Regions from separate parts of the Ostrinia nubilalis genome. Here region 1 is linked to region 2. Evidence: chromatin contacts called from public Hi-C data. All regions are on one chromosome and are shown on one strand. The core of a region is the stretch at or near the end of the contact, and the rest is flanking DNA. Distances in the headings are between cores, read along the strand shown. Region 1 holds the start of LOC135077460 (splicing factor 3B subunit 3). Region 2 holds the start of LOC135077439 (10 kDa heat shock protein, mitochondrial).

Evidence for each region. Hi-C and Micro-C count contacts between places; a contact is called where the count stands out from the background.
Region 1: a Hi-C map of whole larva shows a contact between it and region 2, with 8 times the contacts expected there. The contact joins the promoter of LOC135077460 here to the promoter of LOC135077439 in region 2. A contact is called at or near these places in 5 of 5 Hi-C or Micro-C datasets (whole body and whole larva).

What each region holds. Positions count from the first base shown.
Region 1 is chr13:6,236,602-6,240,159 of ilOstNubi1.1, forward strand. It overlaps LOC135077460 (splicing factor 3B subunit 3), which reads left to right and starts at 1,406. Exons shown (of 17, transcript XM_063972007.1): 1 at 1,406-1,551; 2 at 1,810-2,056; 3 at 2,395-2,565; 4 at 2,681-2,875; 5 at 3,054-3,528. The coding sequence starts at 1,831.
Region 2 is chr13:6,090,693-6,094,636 of ilOstNubi1.1, forward strand. It overlaps LOC135077439 (10 kDa heat shock protein, mitochondrial), which reads right to left and starts at 1,291. Exons shown (of 1, transcript XM_063971978.1): 1 at 670-1,291. The coding sequence starts at 1,134. The coding sequence ends at 823. All of the region lies in intron 1 of LOC135077448 (ATP-binding cassette sub-family G member 4), which reads right to left. LOC135077437 (glucose-fructose oxidoreductase domain-containing protein 1) reads left to right here. Exons shown (of 1, transcript XM_063971977.1): 1 at 1-798.

The DNA.
Region 1 (3,558 bases), core at 156-2,655, 150 kb after region 2:
TTTGTGTACATCGAAAGAGCTTTGGCCCATTGTGGCGCATCTTTTAGTTCTATTTTGTGGCATACAATGTGTCGCCGGCGCAGCGGTGACGCGCGCGCACCTGAGTATTTGGGCCTGTTCGGTGACGCGCCACATTTTATCTGGTTGAACATTTTTCAATGATGCTACAATTACAGTAACATTTGTATGGAATATGTACTTAATGCCAAAGTCTTTCTTCAAAGTTTCAGAATTATGCTTTTTGGCAGTAAAAAGGAAATACCTAGTTATCTTAATACCTACCAGTGATTTGTTTTATTTTCGTAATTTAATTTTTTTATAAAGAATGCCCTTTTTTTAAGCAAGAAATGCTTTTACTACCAATTTACAGCAACAATGTGAAAAAAATTAAGCATAAAATTATTTTATTTTCCATGGGCGACGTATCATTTGTCAATTATCCGCTCATGGCCACCGAGGTGCGCCGGCGCAGGCCACGATCTGCGCAGAGGTGCACGTGTGCTCCGAGCCTTGGCCTTTGTGTACCTCTCTTAACAGTCAGAGCATAATTTCCGCAATAAATACGTTGTAATGTTACTAATAAAGTTCTTTAGAAATCATTAACATAAAAATTGTCACACGAGATACCGCTAACAGATTTGTGCTGTTATTAATTCAGAAAGCTAAACTTATTTTCTACTTCATTTATTTCTGTATTAATTTAAATAATTATTCTAAAATTATTTTTTTATATTGAGTAAACTAGCTGAACTAAATAAATAAATAAATAAATCTTTGGACAATTTCACACAGCGCCAGCTAGCCCCAAAGTAAGCAACTTAATGCTTGTGTTATGGGTGCTTGCTTAACGGATATACTACTTATATACTTTTTTTTTTTTTTTTTAAATACATAAATATTATACATAGTCACACCCAGACCCGTCACAGAAATTAAAATTCATCATTTCAATTTCTGCGCCGGCCGGGAATCGAACCCGGGACCTCTCGGCATAGTAGTCCGTTCTGAACCACTACACCAAACGGCCGACGAACTGTGTGTGTGTTTTTAATTAAAATGCTTTAGTAGATGGTCTAGTGAAAATCATCCTATCGTTGTTCAGTGAACTTTCACACAACATATTTTTATTTTATTGCCACTATTTTTATTATGAAGTCTCTTCATTAAACTTTATGGGGGACCTATGCTGCCATCTGTATTGTAAATTAGAAACTATTTAATTACCAGAAAGATTTAATAGATGGCGTTCTAAACAAAACTCAGCAAGCGCCATCTAGCGGTCTATCTCGTTTTCTGTAGAAAGCTACTCCCTACTAGATGGCGTTAAACTGATATTTATATATATTTTTTGTAATGGCAACCCTAGTTGTATAAAACTGAACGCCATTTTATTTTCAGCTTCTTTTTGATTGGTCAGTGAAACGTTGCATTGGATTTCGGAGATGGCGCTCTTCTTGTACTCAGCCGGCGCCATTTTGCGCACTAGTTTGGTGATTGCTGGGATTTATTTTATCACGCCGCATCGCGGCAATCTATTATTACATATTACAGGTAAATGAACCATTAAATTATTTTTCTATCGTTATAGCTAAATATTTATTTATTTGTGCACTGGGTATCTCCACAATTGATCAAATATCTTTTGTGGTCGTTTAAAGGTGCTATAAAAAATATTTGGACCACCCATTCGAAAACACAAATTTATTTCTGTTTTCGCTAGTTGCGAACCAAACAAGTAAATATTTGTGATTTTTAGTCGTAAAAACCTGTAAGGTGTAAACTTCACTCACAGCATGCGTTCTTTTTCAGATATAAGGTGAAGCCGCCGCCATGTATCTGTACAATTTAACGCTACAAGGCTCTACAGCCATTACACATGCGGTGCATGGTAATTTCTCTGGCACGAAACAGCAGGAGATCATCATATCACGTGGAAAGACATTGGAATTACTTCGACCAGACCCTAACACTGGAAAAGTGCATACTTTGATGAAAGTCGAGATATTCGGCATTATCCGGTCAATGATGTCATTTCGGCTTACCGGTGGCACAAAAGGTAAGGGAACTTGATTATCTACACCACGTGTTATTTAGACATAACCTAAATATAACCTATCCCTGGCCAGTTATAATAAAGTACATTCATGCCAAAAGGTCAATGACCCTTATTTATTGATTACTTGACTTGCATCGTCTTGCTCCATGCTTCTCATTTTAATGAAAAGAATGGGATAACTAGATGCATAGATTGATCAGCACGTCGCACTTGGCAATCTATTCTGAATGCTGGGATGTATCTTGTTCTGGAACATTTGTATTACTCTACCATGTGCATTTTATCAAATCCAAGTAATTATTAAATTTTCGATTTCACATGGATTCCTTATTTTGCAGATTACATTGTCATTGGATCAGATTCCGGCCGTATTGTAATTTTGGAATACATCCCTGCCAAAAATATTTTGGAAAAGGTCCACCAGGAGACATTTGGCAAGTCTGGATGCCGGAGGATTGTGCCCGGCCAATATTTGGCCATAGACCCCAAGGGGCGAGCTGTTATGATTGGTAAGTAATTACATATAACCTTACTACACACATGGAAACTTATTTTCTGTGTTTATTGATTATTGACATTACTGTAAAAATCATTTTTATAATATTCTTGTCTGTTTCATCCCAGGTGCCATTGAAAAGCAAAAGCTAGTATACATTTTGAACAGAGATGCAGAAGCAAGGTTAACTATCTCATCCCCACTGGAGGCCCACAAATCTAACACCTTGGTGTACCACATGGTCGGCGTAGATGTTGGCTTTGAAAACCCTATGTTCGCATGCTTGGAAATTGATTATGAGGAAGCAGATGCTGACCCTACTGGTATGTATCATTTTGATCACAGAAACCATTATCTTTAACATATTTTATAATGATTATTTTGAGGTCCGTGTTTCCGACTGACAGTGACGCCAAATCCTCTTTCTGTATGAATTTATTTGACTCAACTTTATAGTTGGGTTTTGTTTTGAGTGATTTAACATTTTTCTTGTGTTTGTAGGTGAAGCTGCACAGAAAACACAACAAACCCTAACATTTTATGAACTGGATTTGGGTTTAAATCATGTTGTCAGAAAATATTCAGAGCCTCTTGAAGAGCATGCCAATTTTCTCATAACTGTACCTGGTGGGAATGATGGACCCTCCGGAGTACTTATTTGTTCTGAAAATTACCTCACATATAAAAATCTTGGTGACCAACATGACATCAGATGTCCCATACCTCGACGACGGAATGATTTGGATGACCCAGAGAGAGGAATGATCTTTGTATGCTCAGCCACTCATAAAACTAAATCTATGTTCTTCTTTTTGGCACAAACTGAGCAAGGGGACATTTTCAAAATCACCATTGAAACTGATGAGGACATGGTCACTGAAATTAAGTTGAAATATTTTGACACAGTCCCAGTTGCAACTTCAATGTGTGTGCTGAAAACTGGATTTTTGTTTGTGGCCTGTGAATTTGGAAACCAGTAAGTATATTTTTAACTATCACTCTTGCA
Region 2 (3,944 bases), core at 41-2,540:
TGATAAGAAATACTGATGTTAGTTTATTGCAGAATTTAAATATTTTATGTGTAATGAATGAATGAATAGTGTTCTCATCAGTCTCAGAAAATGCACAAGCGTTGCTATTTACTGGGGCAATACTGAAACTGAAAGCTTTTTCTGTACATTATATCAATCATTGTCCTAGAGGTGCTTTTAATTTTGTAAATATTATATTATATTTTAGGGCTATAATTAAAGCAAGTTAAGTTTTCTCATGAAATGTATTTTCTTTTAATCACTATTTTAAATGTAAGTAATATGGAACTGCAATTGAATCTTGATTTTATCAGTAAGCCTCTGAAATCATGTGATATCAAACTAAAATACTGTTTGTTGCATTTTTGTACAAAATATAATGCTTAAACAAATTCATTTGTATTATTTGAGTTTCACTATGATTTTCTTAGAAAATCTCCACTATGGGAGTTATTAACAACACAACCTACTTAGTTGTTTTGGTTATTATCAGGTAAACAGTAGTGATTATTAAAATCTCATTACTGAGATAAGTGGCACATAATGTTGGTTTATGTTCACAAAATAACCTACCTAGTACCTACAGTAGACAGTGATGCAACATAACCTATAAAATTTTCAGATACAAAATGCTATGAAGTGGTGACAGAAAGTAAATAAAAGATAGTGTTTATAACAATATTATAATTAGAAATGCAACGTCGTTAACATCAATGCTTCGGCAACCGGCTTATTACACAATCACATGTTCATTCACTACAAATTCTAAATGACTAACAGAACAGAACCAGAATCAACCACAAATTTTAAATCTAACTAATTCTAATTTTCAATTTTGGCGAGTATATCAGACTCTTTGAAGAGGTGGTATTCCTTCTCATCGGTGTCCAGGCTGACTTTGGTGCCGCCGTATTCGGGAAGAAGAACTTTGTCACCGACCTTCACAAGCACTGGAATGAATTCACCATTGTCTTTTCTGGAGCCGGGACCAACGGCGATAACCTCGCCGTGTAGGACCTTAGACTGAGCCTTCTCCGGGATCACGATGCCGCCTGCGGTCTTGGTTACGGCTTCAGCTCTCTTGATGAGAACACGGTCGAGCAAGGGAATTAGTCGTTTAGCTGCGCTGGACATTGTGTTTTGTGCTTGCTGTACAGTGTAAAGAAACAAAAGAACAGACTTTCTTAGCTGTCTACACTTTTAGATCTAGAATATTCTCTCGTCTCGGAGCCGGCGAGTGAACGAACTTGCCTTTGTGACTGAACTTAGAACTCTTTCGTGTTCAACACGCTTTTTTTGACGTATTCCTATTGCCAAAGATTTTAATGAAATTAAAGGAGGGCGCTACTTCCACGTTAATCTGTCAAATTACATACAAAAGTTGTAGTTCCCGTCTTTACCGTTTACCGTACAATTTTATTCATGATTGCCAGTGTTGATAAGTTTTTAGTTGAAATCTAATGTTTCATAAATTTTAATTAAGTATAATTTTTAATATATTCATGATTATGTCGTTATTAAAAAGATTAAATTAATTATAATAATTCATGAAATTATTTATCATAACAAGCACTGCCATCTGTTGAGGAGTAGTATAAAACTGAAGTTGCAGTGACATCTGTCATGGAGTAGTAAAACTATTAGTAAGTAATGAAAGCATGTCTTTGAATCATAAATATAGATGGCAGTAAATCATGTTTTCATTTTTTTTACAGAAAAATAATGAAAGCAAGTTTTCGTAGGCGTACTTGGTACTACTGGTACTACTTACACCTACTTATGACGGCATTATTATTGTATGGTTTTAGTGGGTTTTCAGGTAGTAGTAGCTATACATAATACATACATACCTCAAATAACATTGTTGTTTGTTATAGCGATTAAAAAATAGGTAGGTATTAAAATGAGATGATGATGACCCACAAGGTGGACCGACGACATCTTAAAGGTCCACCAAAGGAAGGAGGGCGCTGGACGCAGGTCGCAGAGCAACATGGAAAGCAATGGGGAGGCGGCCTATGTTCAGCAGTGGACGTCCTATGGCTGAGATGAAGATGATGATGATTAAAATGAGATAAGCGACTTCCAGGTTGTCCATGTTATAGTCATGTCTAGAAAATGTATAATATTAAGACCTAAGTAAGTGGAAGAGCTTATGGTCAGCCAGCCTCTGGTTTCTGCTTTGTCTGACTGTGCGGTTTTATGGTTGTTACCTACTTGTTAGATGCTATGCATTACTGCTGCTCGAGCTAAATAGCTCAAGCTAATCGGTCCAGTTGGACAAATCGCGTCATCAAGTACGGCGGCGCCGCGTGACCGCCGCCGGAATGCGCCGCGGCGCCGGCCAGTCTCTGCCACACCTGCGTTCGCCCACGCAGCCATCATCAGACTCAACAAAGGAGGATGGAGACATACGTGATGGGAGTGGACCGAGTCAGCAACGCGGCAACGGTCATCGCCTGCCTGTTTTACTTACTCATTCCCATGTTTTCAATAAAAGTGTTGGCGATATTTAAGCTTGTGATTGGTATTGAAACTCAAGCAATTTAATATTAGGTACATAAATGCTCATTAATTAAACATGTTGCATTAAAACTATACTCAACATCAAATAAACCGCACCTTCCGCGACGCGAACTTTTAAGATTTTCTTCTGACACAATCATGGTGCCCCAACAATATTGGTGTTATTTGAAAGCCCAATAAATATCCTTAAAGAAAAACACATTTAATTTCTTAATAAATGATTAACATATACCATAAATGTGACTTGAAAAAAGACCTCACTTTGGGCTCACCTCTGGGATCAATTAAACCAATTTTTATGGTTATAAAACCAAATAATGATCTCACGTGTCCTCTTTAACAGATTGATAGCGATTAATCCCAACTTAACAGTTTTATAGCCGTAAAAGTTGGCTCAAGCGTAACTACCCTATTTTTTGAAGAAGTGACTCTGCATCCTTCTAAAGACACATTTTTGGGGTAAAAACATTTTATTTAATGAAATGAAGCTTAGAACTAGGCTTTCAAATGATGCCAATATTGGTGGGAAGTGGGGATGCATACGTTTGAAAGTGCTTGTTGCGGGAGGTGCGATTTATTTGATGTCGAGTGTATTTCAGCTGCCTATTCTTTGTAATACTACGAGCCCTATGTGATAATACCTATTTTACGAAATAAATTAGATTAATTATTAATGAACTTTCACTCTTTGTTCAATGATACCTAGCTCTCATAACTTATATTCAAACCAAATATACCTACCTACAATGTTTCTTTCTAATAAAAAACATAATTTATTCATCTTCATACGAAAAACAAAAGAGCGTTACTTATCATCGTGGGACAAATCAATTTACGCATTCACAAAGGAATCTAGCCACAAAGAAGCCTGAATGGGTAAAAGACTTATTGTAAGCTCGGAAAAGCTCAAAAAGCGGCGGTTCACACGGCCAACTATAGGGCCAAATTTCGCAAACAACACACGTGTGCGATTCTTAGGGTGACCATAATATTACCTGAAGCAATAATAAATACTTACCTAAGTATAATTAATTAATAAAGAAGAACGGTCATCTGTGACCCAGGCCCGACAGAAACGAGACATACCTCAGTTTTTTTGTCATGTCTTAATTAGTTAAATTATATATTTTTTATATTCGAAATCTATGTATAACACCAAATTATTACCCTTTGCTTTTGTTCAGGCGTCATACAAAAACTAATACTAAATGCCTATTTATCACCAAAATTGGTAAATTACCTAAATAGCTGCTATGGAATGTATCAAGGTGACCTGGAGATACAGCCGGATTATACAGGGTGGAAACGAGAAGTTACAAAATCCAAAAATTCAATGTTACCAGTTTCCATAATCTGTAACCTATTATTGGTACCATTTGAAAGAGCTCGTGAAGCACTTTCAGAATCAGTAACTAGTT